2 separate regions of the Mus musculus genome follow, and region 2 is linked to region 1. The links are chromatin contacts, called in public HiChIP or PLAC-seq maps. All regions are on one chromosome and are shown on one strand. The core of a region is the stretch at or near the end of the contact, and the rest is flanking DNA. Distances in the headings are between cores, read along the strand shown. Region 1 overlaps Rgma (repulsive guidance molecule family member A). Region 2 holds the start of 4930429H19Rik (RIKEN cDNA 4930429H19 gene).

Region 1 (4,229 bases), core at 775-3,274:
GAACTGTGGGACTGTGATCCTGGGCAACCGTATGAAGAGTGGCCTCCCAGTTCCCACAGTGCATTGCAGTGCTTTCTCAGCCCCCAAAGGCCTTTCCTGTCCTTTCTGGTCCTCTAACTTTGGTTTCCAAGATGGAAACCTGGTCAGGGGGACAAGGCTGAGAGCAAAAGGGAGCTTTGGGGCACTGTCACGGGGCAGGGAGACATGCCAGCAGGGGTTCAGTGATGACTCCTGACCTGTTTCACTCATGCTAGGACACCTAGACACTTACTACAGGGCCATTCTACATAGAAAGGAGTTCAGCGTTGTGCCTCCCACCTGGATACCAGCCTGGCATGCGCTCTTCCAGTACCTGCAGACTGCAGGGAGGGAGACAGTGTGCCTCTGTGGTGGGTTTTTGTTTCTTTTTTTCTTTTCTTCTCCTCAGAGGTGTTTTGACCTGCCGCTGAGCACAAAAGCCTAGATGGCTGGAAGCAAAGTCCTGACTATAAAGCTGTCACCTCAGGTGTGAGCCTGGAGTTAGTAACAGGGGTCATGCTTCAACCAGAACCACCACAGCTCTCACCTGCAGCTTCATTGTCCTGGGAAAACCTTTCTTACCTCCCTTACCACTCGTGCCCAGGGCTGTTTTATTTCTCCCCCAAAGCAGGATGTTCCTGGGGTGAGGACCTTGTCCCTTTGCTTGACCCCCTATGGGCCCGTTACCCAGGCGTGCTCTCAGCCTTCGGTTGATAGGCAGCCTATGCCCTCCCACTATAGGGCGGAGTCAGGGCTTTCCACGCCCACCCTTCTTGCTCAAGCGCTGTTTCTCCACGGCTCCTGTGGGAGCTGGGGAGGGTGGCCTGTTTGGAAAGCTGAGGTGTGCCCTTCTCCTTGGCAGTCAGTCATCAAGGGTGCTTGCAACAACTTGGCATGTGTGGAGGCTGAGGCAGGGCAGCCTTGGCAGGGTGTGACGGAGGAGGCAGTACTGTCCTGCCCCCGGCTCTAGGAGTGGCACTTAGCCACTTCTGTCCACGCTGGGTAGGCAGTGAGTTCACCCTCCAGGGCCCGGCCCCCCAACAATTTTGCCTTCTCTTCCTGGGTCACCTGAGGTTTTCCCCAAAGCTCCCTTTTGCTCTCAGCCTTGTCCCCCTGACCAGACTCGGAAGGAAGCACGTACAATTCCCAGTAGAGCTAACGGGTGGGAAACACATTGCCATAAAGTGGCGGTTCTGGGGCCCTTAGGCTGCCTGGCCCTGGAATGTCACCCAGGAGCGGTGATCCCTTCTAGGATCTGCAGTGATAGATTAAGTGAGGCAGGCTACGCAGCACCTGGGAAAAAATCCAGTCTGCTGGGTGTGTCCCTCTCAGGATCTGGGGCCAAACACCTGGGTGTTTACGCCAGGATGATTGAGTGAAATTCTTGCAGGAGCGGCGCCAACAGGGAGCCTCGGGCATCTGTCCTTGTCCCGTAACACCCCCACTCCATCCCCACGCCCACCAAGATTCATTACTGTGGGACTAGAATAAGCAGGAGACCCCTACTTAGTGCCCTTCCCCTACCTCCTTCAGGATGCTGATGCGACCCGTTTCCAGAATCCTATCTAAGGTCTGCTTCCCGCACTAGGTGGACAGTGAGGAAAGGGACACGGAGACTTCAGACTTCAGGGTTGGCCCCTCCCCGAGGCAGGCAGACTTATAGAAGATTCCTTCCACCCGCCTGTGTCCTAACTGAAGCTATTGCCTCTTAAGTCCTACTGTTCACTAAGATAGAGCACCGGTGCTGGGGCTGCCTGCCGCTGGGGCTTTCTTTCGGAGCTCGTCACTGGCTGAGGTCATCTTGCAGGTGCTTCATTCCTAGGCTTGCCAGGAAGGTGAACTCCCCTCCCCCTCCCAAGGGCGGTTCCACCGAGGGAGCTAAGCTTGGGAACCGTAAGGTTCCAAAAGGCCGAGGCACACAGCAGGACACCGCTTACACTTCAGAGTGCCAAGTGACAAAGGGAACAGAAAGAGCTTGCTGAGCTTACAGTACCTCAGAGCCACTCACATGCAAAGAAGCTAGAGGCCGGAGGAGAGCAGAAGGGTGGTGGGAACGCCAGCAGTGGCGACTCCAGGGACACCTTTCCTTTTTCATCTAGTGCCCCCTGGTGGCAGAATCTATCAGGATGCCAGCCGATTAGCGGGCGTGGGGGCTGGGAGGGGGACGGGACGATTCCTGTTGCACCGGCAAAGGGCAGTGATTTGAAGTTGGGCAATAGCTGCCTCTTGAGAGTCTTCACTGATAAGGCCATGCCTCCATCCAGACTTAGATGAAACATTCCAGAATTCGTTAAGGCCAGCCCCACCTAAGCACAGAGTGTGTTCCGAGAACGGCGTCCATCACAGTTCCCAGCGCACATCAGGAGCCAGATCTCCGAGCAAGTAAATCAGTTCAGACAGTCGCTGTGCAGGCAGAGTTGGAAACGTCTTGACCCTGGAGCTTATGTTCCAAGGGATACTTACCTCTTTAAGAGAAGGCAAGGCTGTCTCCCTCCCGTAGTACCCTGCCCCTCCCCTAGGCCTCTGAAACCTGATCTAATCCCTTTGCACGCGGGTAATTTATTGGTCTATTGGGCTTTTCTTGGTGGCAAATTACATTGTCTTTATTCCTAGGCTCTGGCCCCGGAGTGCCTCGAGGAATTCCTAAGACTCCTTTCTCATGGTTGATCCTTCACACCCCCTCTGGGCCCCGGCAAAATAAGTTTTATTGGGATGCTTTGTCATGCAAACAGGGTGGTAATAAGCAGGCTATTATTCCGAAAGATTGGGCTTGATTAACAGCTCAAAGGAGGACTTGAGAACAAACGGATCTGTTGCTGTACTAGCAGAGCAGATTTTTTTTTCCTTATCATGCGGGTCCATTTAGTATTCTGAGATCCTGCTTTGACTTTCTGCCTCCCAGAGGGGTTGCCATCCACCGAAAAGTAATGACATCTGAGCCTGAGCCATGTGGCTCAATCCAATTGGGAGGCACTGTGGAGCTCTACCTTTAAAATGTGAGTGGCCAGCTATGAGCGCATACATGCTCCCTGAACCCTGGATACATGGGAGACCCAGGGTTCCACCAGACAGAGTTGGACACAGGTGGGGTTGGGCGGGGCGCGGTGTACGCATGACATCTGAAGTCTCAAAAGATGCTTTCAGTGTGAGTGCTGTTCTCGGAACACACTCTATGCTTAGGCGGGGCTAGCCTTACAAATTCTGGAATGTTGCATGATGGTATCAGCAAAGATTATCAAGAGGTGCAATTCACCGGGTAGTGTGAGAGTCAACAGGGACCCAAGAAGCTTCCTCAGCCCCACAGTGATTAGAAATAGAAGAACTGAGTGAGAGAAAGACAGAATCAAGATGAGGAGGGCCTGTTTATGGGAGATTGATGGACCGATGCGGGAAAGATGTGTCCTGTAGCCACCTTCCTGAGGCCCTGAATGAAGCTGGCCAGGTTACTCAAGGCTCCCAGAGGAGCAGCTGCCAGAGAAGGTAGCACGGAGAAGGAAGCCTGGGGCACCTCTGTGTATATCAGATACCGAAAGTGGGGTGGGGCCATTACATTTTAGCCTAGATCTGGGGGGTTCTACAGGAGGGCACGGAAAGAACTCCCCGAGAAGCAGCTGGAAGCATCCGGGACAGGAAGCACCCTTTCTGCCCTAGCGATTTTAGGACATGTTCAGGGGGTTCCTGTGGGTGAGTCCAGACAGGGCCACCGTTTCTGCAGGCCTATGGACTCTCTTGGTCCAGATATCATTCTCAAGATTATAGCTGAAGATTGGAGGGTTAATGATAGTTCAAGACAAACAGTGCCTTCGGCTGAGCTTGTGAAGGGGGCCAAGATCCGTGAGGCACCTTTGTACTTAGATGAGGTAATTCTCCAGGTCCCAGGTCGTGAGAGTCAAAGGGGACCCCAGGAGGTTCCTCAGCCCCAGAATGATTAGAAATAGAAAAACAGGGTTGCTGAATGGCTCAGAAGGGTGAAGGGGCTTGCCACCAATACTAACCACCTGAGTTAGTCCCACAACCCACGTGGTAGGAGACCGATTCCTACAGGCTGTTCTCAAACCTCCACATACGTGCTATGGGATATACACGTGCACACATCCATGCCTGCATAATACACACACACACACACACACACATGTAAAAAGTATTTTTTTAAAAAAGAAATAGGAAAGCCGGGCAATGGTGGCGCATGCCTTTAATCTCATCACATGGGA
Region 2 (4,229 bases), core at 503-3,002, 89 kb before region 1:
CTATGACACAGGATGTGAGGCAGCAAGTCCTCTCTCACCACAAGGAAGATCACAAGCAACGCTGGTCTCTTGTGCTCACCCCTCCCACTCCCAGAACCACCCTAGACCTAAGACAGCTGACCAGGAAAGGGCAGCGAATCACTGTGCTTCCAGATTCATTTTTATTTTTAAGGAGAAATGACGATATAGACATTTTTAAGGGAAAAATAAAAATTAGATTCTCGACTTTGGAAACCTGCTGTGTGAGAGATTTGACACACAGTCAGCAGCACCTCATCTGGTCTTACTCTTGAGGAAAACAGAGTTAACTCCCGGCTAGGTCAGTAGGAGGGGGACATTTTGTGTCTGACAGATGAGCGAGGTGGGGGTCACATCTGCGTTCCACACCTCAAACAGTTGCTTCCTTTCACCCCGACCCCCATCCTCCCTCACACCAGCCTCTTAAAAGCAACCATCAATCATGACCACAGCAGCAGAGTCTTGGGCTATGAATAGCATGTTATTCCATGAGAGGGACTTCTGTGACTATTAGTCCCTCCTTCTGTCAACCACCCCTGAAAGCTAAGCACGAGGGCTCCCAGTGTCCCCACTTTCCACCAAGGCTCCGGGGAAAGACACAGAGATGGAGATGGTGATAAAAGCAGGCCCGGGCCCTCATTCACTCAGTTCTACCAACCTTTCCGATGGCACCAAGTTGCCCAAGAGCTAGACAGGGCAAAGAAGCAAACAGGAGGTAAGAGGCAACTCTTATGGAAAACCATAAATGCTTCCAGCAGTCCTCCTGGAATACGGATTGATATGAAAGTCATCATGCCTAGTTCTCACAGATTCCAGGTCATACACATCCAGAATACAATGCAGCCAGGCCCAGCAGTTCCTCGTAGGCCAAACACACTACTGCAAACTTGCTTCCCAGGTGATTTGTTATGGGTGGGAACCCTAATCTAGCTACAACTCAATTTAACCATCGGTAATTCCAGCAGAGAGCTTTGAGCTTGTTTGGTGCAGGGGAATTGCCTTTTGAAACAACAGTCTGGAGGCATGCCAAGCCAAGATGTAGCCACAGTTTACCTAGGGCATCAGACAGTGTGTTATTATTTCCTGTAGCCATACCTGACTCTGGCGTGGAGCTATGGACTCTGCAAGGAAGAGTTATGTCCTCCTCATCTGAAGAGAAGCCAGGCTGGTAGGAAGTGTGAGCAAGTGTGTCCTGATAACATCAGGGAGAAGGCAGCATCCAATGGCTTTGACTTTCCATCGATTGGAAAATAAGCAGTCACTGAAAAGCCAGGGCGTCCTAGCATATCTCCAAAACACAAAGGTTCGCGTTCAGTATGTGTCTGTATCTCTGTCCCCTTTTCTCCCTTTACCTAGATGTCTCTCCGTCTTTGGAATTCCCAGAGATGCCTATGAATGTGAGTGCCCTGTCACAGAGCTTCTGAGTTTGAATTCTCACATGGGTTTCTGTCAGGCTCCATCTGCTTCCAGAACTGTGTGCAAACACTTACATCCAAAACCCAGAAAAAAAGGAGGGGAGACATAAAACATTTTTATTTGTTCTGACCAGAAAAGACATATGATCCAGATTGTGTGAAAGAAAGACCGAAAAAGAAAGGGAAACAGATTGTCGGTCCTGGTCACGGCCCACAAGGAGCCTCTCATGCCCAAACAGAGAGGTGCCTGCCTACGAGTAAACCAAGACGCAGCGCGTATCCCACGCCCGACAATGCAACATTCTGAACCACTTCCCTCATACAGACCCGGGATGACATTTTGACTTTCTAACTTGTTGCTGTATGGGATTGAACAAATCATTTAGCCTGAGACTGTTCCCTGCTTTGTACAACAGTGCCTAGGAAATGCTAATGAGAAAACGGGAGTGGTAGCGATAACGGTAATAGTGATAATGCTGCTAGTGGAGGAAAGATGGCGACGGTGGTGATGATTCCGTCAAGATGTGATGGTGGCGATAACAGTAGTGGCCGCGTAGATGGTACAGAGATGATGGTGATGCTGGTAGAGGTGGAGACAGCAGGAGTAGTGATGACGACAGCGGTGATGGAGGCCATGGTGGCGGCTGCAGGGTAACCCTGTGATCCGTGCTGGTGTTCGTGGTAGTCCGTGGTGGTGGTAGCAGAGGCAATAATGACAATAGCTAAGGTGGCGGTGGTGGTGTTAGCCGGAGGTGGTAACAGTGGTGACGGTGGAGATGGTAACTATGGCAGAAGTAATGGTAGTGTTAGAGGTGGTGTGGGCGAAGGCTTTGGTGGTGAAAACAGAGCGACTGTTGGTGGGAGCGACTGTGGAAGCCATGGTTGCCATAGTGCTCTTGGAAGTGGGAGGGGCTATGTAAGCTTGCTCTTTCAGATGCTTTCCCCAGTTTGGTTGCCCTTTAGCAGGACCAGACCAGTCAGTGACAATGTGTCTCTACCTTTCAGAGACATTTCTCCCTAGAGGACTTTCAGAGTCACCATTACATGCTGCAAACCCTTCAGCCCAAGTCAAATAGAACCTAGGTGTGATTTTTAACTCCTCAGTCCTCAGCAAATGGAGCCCAGGCCACCTTCAGGGCTGGGGAAGTGCTGTGTCTCCTCCTCCCGATCTTTCCACTTCTCGCCTCCCACAGGGCCTTTCCACGTTCTCCCCTTCTCCGGTTCACTCTGAAAACCTGACGTCTTGCTGACTCTCTGATGAAAAAAGCAAGAGAGAACACTAAAATACAGATCTCTCTCACCAAAGCCTTCCTCTCCCTGTCCCAGCTACATAACATTTCAACGAGGTTTGAAAAACAAACTGGGAACCAAGGTGCATCTCCTACTCAACAAACTGGAGTTCCAAGAATTTTGAGTCAAGGGCTGAGTGACAATTTATCTGTAGTGAGATCTCTCTCTTTTTTTTTCCAGTACATACTAATTGTATAAAATAATGGTTTTTATTGTGACGAATTTCACACATGCATGTAACACTTTTGAGTAACCCATTTTGAGAATGTTAACTGAGAGCTCCTTTCACTCTTACACAAAAGGTTCTGAAGAACCGAACCGTGAAGCAATTTTGCAGAAACTGTGTTCTGTGGAGGTTTGGGGAAGTATCGGACAGTGGGGATATGAGAGCTGAGTTGGGACCCAAGCTCAAGTCCGAAGCCATGACCAGCAATCCATGCCGTCTCTCACCCCTCCATCTCGCATCTGCATCGCATCTGCAAACTGGGCATTAATCTACACAAAGGTGAAAAGTCGATTTGTAAATGGTGACGGACTCTATAAACATGGGGAGTTTGTTTATTCTCTGGTTCACATAAACATCTTTACTTTTACTTTTATGAAAGTTGTGGGTCTCAGACTGAACTCAATCGTTTTGCATAGCTGGGCATGATGCTGCCCTTCTGACCCTCGCCTCTGCCTCCTAACTGCTGGGGTTACAGGTATGTGCCACCATGCCTGGCTTATGTGTAACTGGGAATTTAACCCCAGGCTTCATTCACGCTAGGCAAGCTTGATCAATTGATCGCTATCCCAAACCCTGAACATAAAGAAAATAAACTTTCTTTCTTTAAGCAAAGGTGTGGCTCCCAGCTGTCCCCATGTGACATCACTGAGCCAACCTCATTCCGTTCCCAAGCACTTTCCTGGGCCCTAGTTTATAATAAGCTCAGTCTTAAGAGAGGGTCTGGGTAGGTCGTCAGTCGTCTTGTCCTGAGCTCTGGCTTGTGATAGAGGTTATCTGAGGCCTCTGGGGTACGTGGACACGTATGTTCATCTTTCTGGGCTTGGCAATCTCTTCTTGGGGAACATTCCTATATCCTTTCTAATAACCCCTTCCCAGTGGCCTGTGTGTTTTATAGGGCAGAGTGAAAAGAGTGAACCAAAAACACCAGAAAGAACAACTGAGCGTCTCAGAGAAGAGATCCTTACAATCTGTTCCCAGGGAGATGCCCGGCAGAGTGTCACAATTCCAGAACTCTCTGCGTTAGGCAATCGTGCAGCCTCTGAGGCTTTTCCTTCTACCCACAATGCCCTCTTTCTAGCCTCCTGACCCGGGGTCATGTGATTTCAGACACTGAACATCATCCTGCCTGCAGAATGGCATAGACACAGCTGTACCGGCTTTGCATATGGTCGTGGGGTGCGGGGTGCGGGGTTGGGAGGGTGGGGGAATGGCTGTGCCAAAAGGTAGAGTCGGCATGTCCCTCTGTTGGCCCCTCTTTGCATCCACCTGACCTCAGCAAG

The links. HiChIP or PLAC-seq counts read pairs in DNA pulled down with a chosen protein or histone mark.
Region 2: a contact with region 1 is called in an H3K4me3 HiChIP or PLAC-seq map of embryonic midbrain, with 2.1 times the contacts expected there. The contact joins the promoter of 4930429H19Rik here to the enhancer-like site in region 1. A contact is called at or near these places in 5 of 39 promoter capture datasets (frontonasal cranial neural crest, liver, second pharyngeal arch cranial neural crest and 2 more), 1 of 484 Hi-C or Micro-C datasets (nephron progenitors), 3 of 115 datasets of contacts at active chromatin or transcription factors (embryonic midbrain and embryonic stem cells) and 2 of 9 other capture datasets (embryonic stem cells and pancreatic islet).

Annotation. Positions count from the first base shown.
Region 1 is chr7:73,397,662-73,401,890 of GRCm38.p6, forward strand. All of the region lies in intron 2 of Rgma (repulsive guidance molecule family member A), which reads left to right. It overlaps LOC115486533 (a long non-coding RNA gene), which reads left to right. Exons shown (of 2, transcript XR_003946803.1): 2 at 1-4,229. Among named protein-coding and RNA genes, the nearest start is that of A730056A06Rik, 24 kb to the left of the region's middle. Within about 2 kb of position 2,025, at least 133 of the 459 cell types and tissues checked have an H3K27ac peak or open chromatin away from gene starts, as enhancers often do. A contact at or near this core is called in stem cell-derived epiblast-like cells and trophoblast stem cells, where this site is marked.
Region 2 is chr7:73,308,628-73,312,856 of GRCm38.p6, forward strand. 4930429H19Rik (RIKEN cDNA 4930429H19 gene) reads left to right here and starts at 1,753. Exons shown (of 3, transcript NR_105062.1): 1 at 1,753-3,228.